Regions from separate parts of the Anas platyrhynchos genome. Here region 1 is linked to region 2. A link is a contact called in public Hi-C data. All regions are on one chromosome and are shown on one strand. Each heading gives the region's core, a stretch centred on a gene start, on an enhancer-like site or on the middle of the called end of the contact. The rest is flanking DNA. Distances are from core to core; before and after follow the strand shown. Region 1 has its middle 15 kb from the start of TGIF1. Region 2 overlaps DLGAP1 (DLG associated protein 1).

What was found. Hi-C and Micro-C count contacts between places; a contact is called where the count stands out from the background.
Region 1: a contact with region 2 is called in a Hi-C map of skeletal muscle, with 2.3 times the contacts expected there. The contact joins two enhancer-like sites. A contact is called at or near these places in 2 of 8 Hi-C or Micro-C datasets (F5 follicle and skeletal muscle).

The regions. Positions count from the first base shown.
Region 1 is chr2:52,742,620-52,749,419 of IASCAAS_PekinDuck_T2T, reverse strand. No RefSeq gene overlaps it. Among named protein-coding and RNA genes, the nearest start is that of TGIF1, 15 kb to the left of the region's middle. Within about 2 kb of position 4,054, at least 8 of the 8 cell types and tissues checked have an H3K27ac peak or open chromatin away from gene starts, as enhancers often do.
Region 2 is chr2:52,664,057-52,670,722 of IASCAAS_PekinDuck_T2T, reverse strand. The region is part of intron 6 of DLGAP1 (DLG associated protein 1); the gene reads right to left. The region is part of intron 2 of LOC106015381 (a long non-coding RNA gene); the gene reads left to right. Among named protein-coding and RNA genes, the nearest start is that of TGIF1, 94 kb to the left of the region's middle. Within about 2 kb of position 1,357, at least 3 of the 8 cell types and tissues checked have an H3K27ac peak or open chromatin away from gene starts, as enhancers often do.

The sequences.
Region 1 (6,800 bases), core at 2,805-5,304, 76 kb before region 2:
TAGTTTTGGTTCAGGCTATTGAAGTTTGCCGGAATCTATTCTTTCAGAGCTGCAACTTGAAGTTAGCTCCAGATAAAAATTATCGAAGGTAGATTTCGGACATCAGGCGGAGCTGGGATCCAGAATGAGCAGGAGTCCCAACAGCTAACAAATCCAAGGCTGCCTGTGACAGCAGTGCCGTGCTGTGCTGGGGAGCATGTGGCCGGGAAGAGCCTGAGTGACCTAGGAGGTATGACAGATCTCCGCCAGCCGAGACAGCTCGCACGCAGGCTTAGTCAACCTTGTTTTCCTGGCTTTTGCGTCTTGTAAACACCACTTGGCAGCTGTGTGTGATAAATCCCTGCTTGAAGTGAAGATGATTACTATCAGGAGGGGATCTTGGGGCCGGCATTTCCCCATGTGTGCGTGCAGGGGGGGAGGCACCTCGTGGGATGGCGGGGCGGGGGCTGCAGCATTGCACACACATCTCCTGGCTTCTGTCATGAACTCAACGTGTGTGTCCATAAAACCCTCAAAGAGCTGCTGCTGGCCTTGTGTACTTGGGAAGGAAAGATCTCAGGGGTACGGGTGCTAAGCTCAGCAGGAAAGGAGTGGCAGAAGAAAGTAGGTAGAAGCTGGGGATGTGGCTGGCTTGGTGAAATAGCTGTGTGGGGGGGATGGTGGGGGATGACGATCGTGGTTTCCCTCTGGAAGAGGAAGAAAGTGGAAACCCAGCCTCCTGGAGCCCCCCGCCAGCCCTCAGCTCCCAGCCAACAGCACTGAGGCCGCACTGTGCACCCGTCAAGGTGTGTTTTCACCAGACATTTTTCTTGTTCACACTTGAGAGCTGTTCCTGTAGTATTTCCTAGCTCTTTTAAAGTTCGTTCTTGTTTTTTTTTTTTTTTTTTTTTTCTTTTTTCCTTCTTCCTCCTCTTGGCGTATTGCAGTTGTCAACTTTCCCCGTGGCTTTTGCCAAGTAGGGATTATTGGCACAAACACAGCGCGTGTTTGCTTCTCAGGACATGACTTGTTTTAAGTCTCCTGTTCAGTGACTGCCTGAGCTCTTACGTCCCTGTCCCATTTCCCTAGGTTAGCAGGCTCTTCTCCATCAGCTCCGGTGTCTGGACTAAGGGGAAAGAGCGTAGACGAGCCACTCTCTCTAGCAAAACGTCACTTAAAGCTGTCGCTGTTCCAGACGTGGTAATTGCATCCACGTGTGCTGTGTGCCATTCACTGTCTGCTCTGGTCTCTGTCATGACAACGAGTGCCTGGAGATCTGTGAACACAGAAAAGCAAAAAAAGTCATTATGACTGCACTACCAAGCCAGCGCTCTGACTGCCTTCTCCATCCAAGGTTTGCACCCGTGGCTGCTGACAGCACAAAGCTGTAGCATTCAGCAATTTTGCTCACCTCTCCCTCTGAAACTGCAGCTTCACTTGGCTTCCAGCTCACCTTTACAAAGCTTTCTGAAGGCTTTGGCATCGGGACTACTCCTGGCAAGTGTCACCAGGCTGGCCGTGCCAGCTTGCAGGCTGGGGTAGGCACCAACAGCAGAACTGCCGTGTGGCCCCTCTACCTAACATGCACCAGCTGCCAAGGCTGGTGCAGGCCTGAGTAGGCCACAGCTGTCTCCCAGCTCCTCACTGTACCACTGGAGAGCAGGGTTTTGGTCAGATTTTGTGTATTTCCACTGACAGACTTGTTAGTGTTGCCCTTTCAGCTGCTTGCACCAATGTGTAAGGAACCTGTAGACGTGCGTGCAGGTAGCAGCGCTTTGAAACCGTGACTTAACTGGGTGCAAAACTGGGCTGACTGCGAGCAGCTGGCAGCTGCCTGTCCCCATCAGTGCTTGGACAACTTCTCCAAGACCACAGACCGGGGCTGTGGCTGTTTCCTCTCACTGCAGCCAGCCCTGGGCAGTGAGCCCTGCCGGTAGGTGTGTGGCAGTGTGAGCCTCTTGCAGCAAGGAACTTTATGAACCCTGCACGTGGTGTTTGTTGTGAGCCTTTTGTCAAATCGTTTGGCTGATGATGAAGAGAACTGAGCTGACGGTGGCAAGAGCAGTTCAGTCTGGTGCTGTGGGTTTTGCAGCAGGTACCTATGTTTCCATGGCTTCTCTGAGCCTCTGCATCGCTGCCATAGAGCTGGGGAAATGCTGCCCAGGCAGAGGTTCCTGGAGCTCCTCCATCAGTGACATACAGAATCATATTTATAGGATCTGAAGAGAAACCGAAGCATTTCATGGACTGGAAAAGCTCAGCTACTTTTGGAGAATGTTAATCTTTATCAATAGTAAGGAAATAATTCCCAATTAATTCCTCAAGCGTGCTCCTGCTTCCGCCACTACAAATGAACAAGTAGGGCCAGAGAGACTTATCCTTGTCCTATCTAGCTGCAGCGTAAAAATGAGTAGTTTTCCCTACTGCAACTTTGCCTCTAGTGTTCTAGGTCTTTTGCAGGAGCAAAATTAATTTCTGTTTATTGGTGAACACATTTTAGTGTTTGGCTAGGGGCTTTCAGCCTCTTCATCTCTCTTCTAGAAGCTGCTGCTGGAAAAGACATTCTCGATCATAAATTGCCACCAGCTTATAGATTTTACTAGAACTACTTTTTACTTCAAAAAAAAAAAAAAAAAAAATCACTCGACTGATTGTAGGAAGCACATGATGGCCTCCAGCTTGCTTTTGTGCGTAACTTGCCTTGGAAGAAGTTCTGGACAGCAGACACATAACTGATGGTAAGGATCACAACAGTTTTGCAATTTGACTGAGTAAGCATTCAGCTGTTTTGCCAGAGCCTGTAATTTCACTTCCTCTTCTAGCCTCGATGTTCTGATTGCCTGACCTCGTGCTGAATGTCTTATTTTGTTTTCTTTTGTACGTCTAGTATCATTCCTTGTTTGAACTCTCCCTCTATCGTCTCTATCCGTTTGACTTGACAGTGCTTACATAATGCTATGCATAGCCCATTTAAGTAGGATAGAGATTATTTTGACTGGTTTTGTACTGCCTGGAAAGTCATCTCATCCTTGCTAGTCCACTAAACTAACCACAACAAATCTGGCTCTGATGCAAACGAATCAACTTCTGTTCATGAGAGGACGCACATCTTCCCTGTGTAGTCTGGCTTTTTTTTTTTTTTTTTCTAGCTTCTGCTTTCTGTGCTGTGGCAGACATAAGCCTAAAAGAAGAGCAATTAGTAATAAAATCCATCGGGTGTTTTTAAGAACCGAGAAGCTTCCCCAGGTGGACTTCCCAGCAGGTGAGGTATGAAGCAGACCTTCCTCTGCCAACCTTAGCTAAAGGTTAGTTCAGGTTATCGTATTAAATGCTACCTAGGCGGTTGCTGCTGTAACTCATTCTTCATGTTCAATTCAGCTGGCTTGTGCTCAGCCAAGGTATTTTCAGTGGTACGCTGCCAACTTTCTACAAAGGCTTCCTCAAAAGTTTTTCTCCCTTAGCTGGTGATACATGGGAAAACCTCCTGTAAATATCTCCTTGTAGTTCAGAGATTTACATCTGCAAAGCACATACTGTGTGGTAAAGCTACCAGTCCCTCCACCTGAACCCCCTTGCTCCTGCACAAGCAGCTTCAGCCAACTTCATCTCCTTGCCTGGTCAGTAAATTAATAGATATGTGCTGAATCTGCGAGACATCTGGTTTTACATCTCACCTACTTTGCTCATGGGGGCAAGAGGGAAGGTCCTGGCCACCCTCTGAAGGGAGGGTGGCACTCCCTACTATCTTTTGGACCCCAGGAGGAGGTAATGGGGACACAGGTCTCTCAGTGGGAGAGTTCCCACTTGCTCCTTAACCTGGCTGGGAACCTGGGGGCAGCAGGAGCGGTGTGGGTCCCCTGGTCAGCAAGCAGTTTCTCGAGCTCCCTCTAATTGAAACAAGCAGCATCCATGTGGGCTGGGGTTGTGCGTGCATCATTTTCTTTCCTATTTACACCCGTAAGCAGCAGGTATTTCCGCTCTGAGAAATTTCCTTCCAAGCGGGGTGATTCAGAAAGCTCAGGTTTCCTCCCACGGGGTCGAGCGAGCGAGGCGGGCAGCACGGATCAGCTGATGCCCATGTTAGTCAGACTTTCTGCATCTGCCTCAAAAAATGACTTGCTGGCGGCTCTGCTGAGGCAGGAAACGTGACCCCGCTAGCCGCTTTGTTGTGCTTGCTGAACCTGGAGGGAACTTGCTTTCAGCCTCTCTGTTCCCCTGCAGATTTGCCTTCCACCCTCGCCTTGCCCCAGCCCTCCTTCACATGCTCCTGGCCGGGCATCGCCTGCAAGGCACAGGGAGAGCTGCAGCCCCGGTGCATCGCTTGTGCAAGGACGAGGCAGAACTCGCTGTGCCTCCCTCCCTGCGGGATGCGCTTCCTCCCAAGGAAATCCCCCACTGCGAGGCATCCTGGGAGCCCAGCCCTGCGGATTTTAAAAGGCAGCCAGAAAGCGCTGCCTGGTACCGGAGGACACCTACGGGTGTTGAGAAAGCCCTCGGAAAGAAGCAAACGTTTCAGTTAGGGATAAGGAGAAGAAAAACGCAGTCCTTCCCACTCCTCGGCTCTGTGGTTTGTCTGAGCTCACTTCCTTGGGATACATCAGGGTTTGATCTGTAAAAAGAGATATCTAAAAACGTGTAAAATCTTAACTGTTCTGGTGATAGCAGCGTAATCTGCCTTTGATCACGTAAAATGTCAAAGCACAGCTCTATCTGCTGCCCAGGGACTGCAGGAAATGCACAGGCACTTACGCAAATGCATAGAGAAGGGGATGCTTTGCAGGGCTGGTGGGCTGGGGGGGAGATGGCTCTTGCTGGAGCTTTTGGTTCGTGGATCATGGCTGGATGGTTTGGCAAACCTGGCTCTCCCATGTCACTGTTCTGCAAGTTCCCAGGGCTCCTGTTCCTGCTGTGACTGTGTCTGCGAACTGCTCACAGCCCAGTTGTGCAATCCTTGGGTGCTGGGAGGTTTCCATAGCTCTTTTCATGAACACTGGTGGCATTTACCAGCAGAGTCAGCAAGCTGGGTTCTTTGGCTGTGTTTTTTCTCCAAATAGCCACAGGGACTGCAGTGTTCATGTTTTGCCTCTAAATCCCCATGACTTTGGCCAGTTAAGGGATATTTGCACATGGGTGGGTGAATCTGACAGCAAGAGACAAAACAATTTCTTTGAGAACCTTGAGGGGAGCCAAGGCTGCACCAGAGCCTGACCAGGGCAGGAGGCAGCAGCAGCACAGCGGGGCACAACCCGCAGCTGGGGAGCTGTCAGGCAGGACTTTAACTCCGTGCAAAATGGGAATTTTCCTCTTTCCCAGATTTGCAAAAGATTTTGCAAACCCTCGTGAGAGACAGTTTGGGTATAGCATAGGAGTGCATCCATCACTGCGTTCACAACAACCGCACTTCGTAGCACTTAAACCAGATCCTTTCCCTCTCCTTTATTATGTTTGGTGCACAAGATGAGTGACAAGACACTGGACTCTGGTACTTCACCTGACTTGCTTTAATTTGCACGTTGAAGGACCTGCAGAAAGCTGTCAAGAGAGCAGGATGAGCCCTCCATTACTTGGTTACACCAACAAGACTCCTCTGGCAGCTGTGCCATGCTATGCCTGAGGATGCAACCTGCTTTTAGGGCAGGCTCCATCATTTTTCCTAGGCTGCGAGTGTTGCACAGGTGCAGAACAGCTTGCAGAGGAATGTGGGGCAGCGCTACCGAAACTGGGTGCAAGTTTGTTGTGCTGGCTTTGTTTGTTTTTTTCACCTCAGCGATAATTCTTAACCAGCGTGCAATCTCTGTTCTATGTACTTTACAACTCCTCGTGATTTACTGTGATAATCGAGAACTTAAAACAGAAGCCCGGCCCTGAACCTTTTCACTACAAGGAAAACAAGACCTTTGCACTGTCGGCTGAGCTCAGAGCCTCCATCCACGGCTCAGCCTCTTCTCAGGTGCAAAGAGCCCCAAAGTCCACGGAAGTCATGCTGGTGGCAGAGTGTTTTTCACTGAAGTAGGCGGAGACCGAGCGCTTTACTATGACACGAGATCTCTCCTGTCGGCCTGCTTGTAAAAAAAAAAAGAGAGAAGAGAAGGCACCCAACTGGTGGAAACAAGAGTATAAATGCCAGGATCACCAACAACATGCTGCCCATGGCTCAAAGTACAATCCGTGATGGGTAGGTGCTGAAACATTAACCAGACCTTGGGAAAGCGTCTGTAGTTGCCGCTTCGTGTCCACAGCAGCCCTCTGGCAAGCCGGGAGCGAGGGCTGTGCTGTTGCTGTGCCGGGAGAAAGGGCACGGCAGTGTTTGCGCAGCGCAGCTGGACCCGCCGGCGATGGCCCCACAGGGTGTGCATGTGTGGGGTGGTGTCAGGGGCTGTAGTGAAAAGTTACGAGATTTTCCAGAGGGGGCCAGCACCCTGAGCCTCCCCAGATGAGCTGCAGGTTGTGGGAAGCATGAATAGTTTACGAAATTGAGGGCTGCAATGGCCAAGGGAGAAGGGGGATACTGGGGATGCTTTTGGGCTCACACCTTGGAAGGTCTGGATCTGGGTGGTGGATTTAGTATTTATATTCTGCATTTATTTATTTTTGCCGCTGGTGAGCTGTGCTGGCAATGAAGCGAGGAGGCACAACAAGCCAGCAGCCGTTCTCGACTGCGCAAGCATTGTAATTGCTGCTCCCTGAACTCATCTGACACCAGGTACGGGCAAACATCCCTCGCCGCCCGGATGGGTGACAGTACATAAATCTTGGGAGCACTCTTGGGAATAATGAGCCTTTTCCAACTCTGCCTTTGAAGTCCGAAGAAGTTGTGTGTG
Region 2 (6,666 bases), core at 108-2,607:
ACAGTGTACTGGCTGTGGAAAGTTAAGCATCTTGTAAATAAGAGAAACTAAGAGCAGTCAGTGCAGAAGCACTAATTTCATGTGGGGAAAAAGCAGTGAGTGAGTCTTAGTTTTAGTCCATTGTCTTGGAATTTCAGCTGCAAACTGCAAAAGCTTCCCATCTGCCCCAGTATTATGTAAAGTATAATGGAGTTGAGTCAGTTTGCTTGCTTAAATGTTTTTCTAAAAAATACTGGCACAGATTCACCTTGGGGCTGCCCGTGTATTTTCTTTCAATCAGTTACTGAAAACTGAGGGGTTACAAGAGCCTCTATATGAAGAGCACAGGGGACTGACTTTTCCTGGTGTGCGCCATCTGAGGCTTTGTGGGTTTCTGGCTTTCAGCAGGCACAGAGTCAAAATACAGGTCTAGCTGCTGAAAGGGCAGAGGCACAGCCATAGTGTGCTACAGGTGAAGCTCAGGGCAAGCTGACAACACTTGGAGGCTCACAGAGCAGTTATGTATTGGCACTGTGCCTTTTGGGTCAAGACCATGTGGTGCACTGAAGTAAGGATCCTTTGCAGTCACGGGACAAAGTTACAGAAGCAGAACAGTGGTGTGCCTCAGCTGTTTGAGATCTAGCTGCAGGATTGAGACCTGTGATCTAGTGTTGCAGAGAACAGTCCTGCAACTTTTTCTTATCTTTTTTTTTTTTCTTGGTAGAAATATATAAGAGGCTTGATAGAAGTATATAGGGTCCTCATATATAAAGTCCCCAAAACCTTAAAATTCCAATGAGTATCCCACTGGTTTCTTTCCCACCTATATACCCATATTTGCTTCCACAGAAAACTGGGACACCTGCGGAGATGGTTGCATCCTGGTCCTGTTCCAGCATGCAGCACTCCTTGGGACCAGGACTCTGAGAGTCCATTGACCTGACCACCATAGACACTGGTACGGGGTATGGGATAGGGCAAGTGTGGATGAACCAAGAGAAAAGACTTATTTAATAAATATTTGAAAATGGTTATTTCTTATTTCCTGCTCATCTGGCTCTGAACACTGACCTGTTTTGTATTACAAATGTACCTTGAAAAGTTATTAGACTGTAGGTGGACGCTGTGTAGCAATTCCTTGGTACAAAGCACCAGTACACTGGAGTCAACACTGAAGAAAGGTGAAGAATGCAAACTCTTTCAAACGTCACTAGAATGAATAGCTTCACCATCTGCATTTTTCTAAAGCCGTATCATCTGAGCCTTTTCACTCGGTTAGAAAACAGTCACGCTATTTAAAAGCACCGTATCCCGAGGCGTCCCTTTCACAGATCTGTAGTAGAACAATAACTCCCTCTGGTGTTTGCCTGCTATTGTTACTTCCTCAGGCACAGCACCAGGAAACCCTGCTAGATTATGTGTGTACCATAAATACTGTTTCCTTGGTATTGCACACTGTGGACAGGAAGGACAGTGCATGCATGTTGGGCAAACATCGCCCCAAGGGCCACTTACATTGCAGGTGAACATCACCTGGACACTGAGAAGTGGATTGCCAACCTTCGCTGCTGCTGAACGGCTTGCTCTGCCAAAGACTTATTAGCATGCTCCCTGCATTTATTTAATTACACTAACAGTAGGCTTACTGCAATGTGTCTGGATGCTTTATTTGATGACTACTGGAACTTACCGACACAGTCCCAAGAGAGTCGGGATACATACAGGGCTATGTCAAGTGGCTGGATGGTAGTTCAGAGTTAATGAATTGCTGTGCTCTGCTCTTGGGACAGAAAATGTGGAACTTCCATTCAGCTGCAAACTTATTTACAGGAATGCTGTCACAGCTTCAAGGCTCAAAGCTGTAACAAGTGAGTTACAAGCTATATCTGCAGGCAGAGGAAGCAAAATAAGATGCAAGAGAATTAAGCTCCTGTCCTTAGGGCTAGACCCTACCTATCCATTGCCATAGTAATGCTGATCATCGTTTTTTAATATAAAATTTACTAGAAAATATAATTTCTTAATGTTAAAAATATACCACACAATAATTTAAAAGTAAACATACAGTATTTTTTCCCCAAATTTTTGCCGTAATCAGTTGAGGAAAACAAATCTACAAGAGAAGATGAAGAAAAATAAATATTTGAAATATGGCTTTTGCCAAGGAGAGGAGGCTATTTTGCTGGGCTGCTTAATAAAAATTCCTTCCACAGAATCATGTAATTATTCAGCTGGATGTTCTCCCCAACCAAACGTAGGCTTTTTACATTTGACCTAAATTTCTGGAGGGATTTTTTTTTTTTTTTTCTTCAGCATATCACTGAACAGGAATCTGTAAGCTGATTATTGTTGTTGTTAATTCACTTCTGACTGCAAACATATCTTTGCGTATTTTAAACACTGGTATACAGAGCTGAAATCAGAAAAGTTAAGAGTCTCTCTCTTGAAAGCTCACACTAAATCCTGACTGTCTGGCACCCTGATCCTTGCTACAAATAACCCTGTGACAGAAGGCTCCCTGGCCTTGTATTATATCAAATGTGTAACCATACTACACCTTTGATGTAAAACAACTCCCCTTTAATGTGCTGTAATCTGTTATTCTCTTTGTCTCTCAGATAGTAATCCTCTTGCACATGGTAATCCTCAAAATCACATATGTTCTTTAAAGCTTTTATTTTGGAAATTACTCATATCCTTTTATTTATTTATTTATTTATTTATTTATTTATTTTCTCTCTCTCTTTTTTTTTTTTTTTTTTTTTTTTTTTTCTGGGCACTGCCAACTAAATACTACCCAAATGTCTTTCATCTATCTTGGACCTAGGCAGGTGGAATGTTTTTATGTTCCAAATTCACTATTTGGTTGGAACTGGGTCAACAAGATGAACAGACAGTTTCTAGTCATCTGGCAGAATGGTAGCATGCCTGCTTTTTGTTTGGCCAAAACAGATGTATAAAATTTCTGGGACAGTTAACAGGAAACAAGTGAAACAACATTTTCTATTTGGGTTGTAGAACAGAGGAATAGGGAAAAAAAAAAAAAAAAAAAGGATTTAGTTGTCTAGAATGATTTTAAAATATCTTCTTCTGGACTACTAAAACAGGATAGTAAAAGAAAAATTCTCACCTCAGCAGTAATAATCCAGACCCTTAGCACTGGAACTTGGACATTTACAAGCATGCTACCAGCTACTCAAAGTTTCATTGTTGTATGATGAAACGTTTTTAGATATTGCAACCTTAAGTCAGAGGTAGTAGAACACAATGACTTCATCAGAGCAGCATGTTTGTTTAAATGATCTAATCTTGAAAGTGGGTGATGACTATGATGTGAATATCATCAGGTCAAATATAAGATCTTATATGACATAAGCTACATTAATTGCAAGACATGATGAATATTTGCCTAAGTGTTCAAAAGACCTTTTTCTTTGGTTATAAATGTGCACTTTGCCATAAGCAATTTACAGCAAGCTGGATGGAGTTCTGAGGTATAGCTTCCAGTGATACAACAGCACAACCTGCTGATCACACCATCTCATCTTGCCTGTCCAAGCAAAGTCAGCCTGTGCTGCTTGCTCCCTGGAAGTCCAACCTCAGAAATTTCTCCAAATTTGCTTTTTACAGAGGCTGTACTGCCAGCAGGGCAGATTCTGGATGCAATGCAGAGGTCTAGGGACATTTTATTCCTTTTGCCCTTGCTTAGGGCTACAAAGAGGACAAGATGTGCATGGAGTGCATGAGGTCCATTTGTTTGTTCAGTCCCGAGCAGAGCAGGCTGAGGGGAGGCCTCATGGCGGCCTGCAGCTCCCTCACGAGGGGAGTGGAGGGGCAGGCGCTGAGCTCTGCTCTCTGGGGACAGCGACAGGACCCGAGGGAACGGCATGGAGCTGGGACAGGGCAGGGTCAGGCTGGAGGTTAGGAAAAGGGTCTGCACCCAGAGGGTGGTTGGGCACTGGGACAGGCTGCCCAGGGCAGTGGTCACAGCACTGAGCCTGTCAGACAGAGTTAAAGGAGTGTTTGGACAATACTCTTCAGACATGTGGTCTGGTTTTTGGTTAGTTCTGTGTGGAGCCAGGAGTCTTTGTGGGTCCCTTCCAATTTAGGATATTCTGTGATTCTATTCTATGTTTGTTGGGAGGTGTTCCCCACTGTCCCCAGGGTCGGGGACAAACGATATGCAACACCTCTGTGTTGATCTGTCCTGCAGAGCCACATTGTCTGCCCCTTGCCTTGGTCATCAGGCAGAGCAAGAGATCAGCTGTGGGCTCTGGGTCAGCTGCTGACTCACTAATAATGCTGGATAAACATGTCTGAGCTAAATGCTATCCTGAATTAACGATTAATCTTGTGACTACAAAAGGCTTAAAGTTTTCTGCTGAAGTTCTGTGAAGCTCTCATCCTCATACAAAATCAAAATTGCCTTCTATTTACTTCATTCAGATTGTAATTTGTACCTCTTGAGTCACAAACCTGAATGTGAACTCCCCGGTTTTGAGAGTTTTAAGGAAGGGGTCTTGGTGGTCTCCTAGCTGAAACAACTTTGAATGTTGTTTGAGGTTTAGGGATCCCCTGCGGACTTGCAGGTCCCTTTTTGTAGTGAACTGGGGTAGCACATGTGCCATAGCTCAAAGACTGCCACCCAGGCACAACAGGAATGATAAATAGTACTGATAAACACTCCAAGCTGAAGTGTGCTGCACGTGGGAATCAGGCAGTACTATTTCTAAAAGAAAGACAGGAAATTAGGCTCTCTCATGTCTTTTCAAATGTTTACAGTAAATCAGCAAAATTAATGGTTCTAGCAGAGAGAAACTCTACTCTCACTGTACTCCAAGCAAGCTATCCAAATATCAATTTCCTTACAGCTGTTTTTGCCATTTATTTCCTTGATTTGCCAAAATTAAGTCAGCTGAATTTTCTCATGAGTGCAAACATTTGTGTTGCAAAAAATAAGAAAGTCAATGATTTCAGTCATTTTTAGGAAATACAGTTAATATCAACTATAAGGGCTAATCTTCCTGTCTCACATAAAAGAAAGTCCAGATAGATATGAAACATTTGGGTAATGTGACTGGTTGCGTGAAGTTTTACATTCTAAACACCAAAGGCAAACACCTGTTAAAATGAGCCAGTTTTAATTTGTTGAGCAGAAAAAAAGCGAGGTAAATCACCAGTGTTACAAGCAAGACTCCTGGGAAGATGCTGAGCAAAATTTTTCATGCAGATGCTTCATGCATATCAAAATGAAATAACCTCAGTTTGTCCATTCCCCTCTCTGAGAAGGATTAGATATCCAGCTGTCATGGGGAGCTTGCTTGTTCTTTAGTTTTCATCTACTTGTCAAGAATCAACTTTTGCTTGACAAAACTTAATTAAGCAATAACTCTGCAAAAATCCATTAGCAGTATATTGATTAGAAAAATGCAAATTTTTAATTATGAAATATATTGACACAGTTTTTGAACTTTTAAAATCAACATAATCATTCCTAAATCACCGTTTTAATGTCTGTTGATTGAAAAACAAATTATTGAGGTGAAAGTTAATGCTTATAATTAATACTATTTTTGTTTCATCTTAATTCTTAATTGAAATGAGATTAAATGAACAAGAATTAAAATAGAAGGCCATGTAAGCCCACTTCATATATGTTATTAATATGAGGGGAAGAAAACTTTAATATTTAAATGAGAAGCTTAAGGCTATCAGCACTTACAAGACTTGAATCAGAATGTCCAGATTAAAATTCACGCTCTAATTCTCTTTATATCTCAGCTTTCTCATCAGTGATACAGGGCTCATAATCCTTATTTTTCTCATTCATGGATTATTTCGAGGATGAAAAATGTTAATATTGAGTATTATCACAATCAGTTTTAAAAGTGTGAATGAAATCACAAGGATTTATTGTAAAAGTAAAGAAACAGGATATTTGAAACCAGAAATATTGAACAGTAAATTCAGCAGGAAATAATAATGGTCTGACGAAGAAAGAAATTAATCTTTTTTTCTTCACTGGCAAGAAAAGAAAGATTTCAGAGATCACTGTATGACATTTTCTGTACACAATTTCAACTTAAGAGGCCCATTCTGAAAATGTTTTTGGAAATATTCTTGAAAGTTAAAGAGATTACAGGTACAGCTAACTTTTGGAGTATGTATGGGTAGACTCTAAGATTTTCACTTTATAGAAGAGTAGTTGTACAGAAAAAGAATGGATGTAGAGAATTAGCAAAATGTTGTAGTTAATTGGATTTCAAAACACATAGTGGTACATGAAAAAAGAAATTACAAAGTCCTGTTTAATAACTTAAGTATATTAAAAAATCAATTACCTCTCCTGAAGTCATGGAGAACATAAATGTTACAGTGGCATAACTAACTAGAAAAGGAAAAAATCTACTTAGAATATTAAAATTAATGGCAGCAAACTAATCCATCAGAATTTAAGGTAATACATGACAAGCATAATCTGCTTGTTATTATCTTTCCAAGAAGTCAGTAGAACAAAACAAATGACAAACTTTACAAATTGCAGCAATTTGTAAAATCAATTGCTTCTTAAGTGGTTTAGCAGCTATACTGCCTTCAAAGTCTGTTGCTATACATCATGTATTGGTCTGATACCCCTTTTCACATCATGGAAACGACCTAGTTACCTTTTCTCTACAGAGGGTTTTC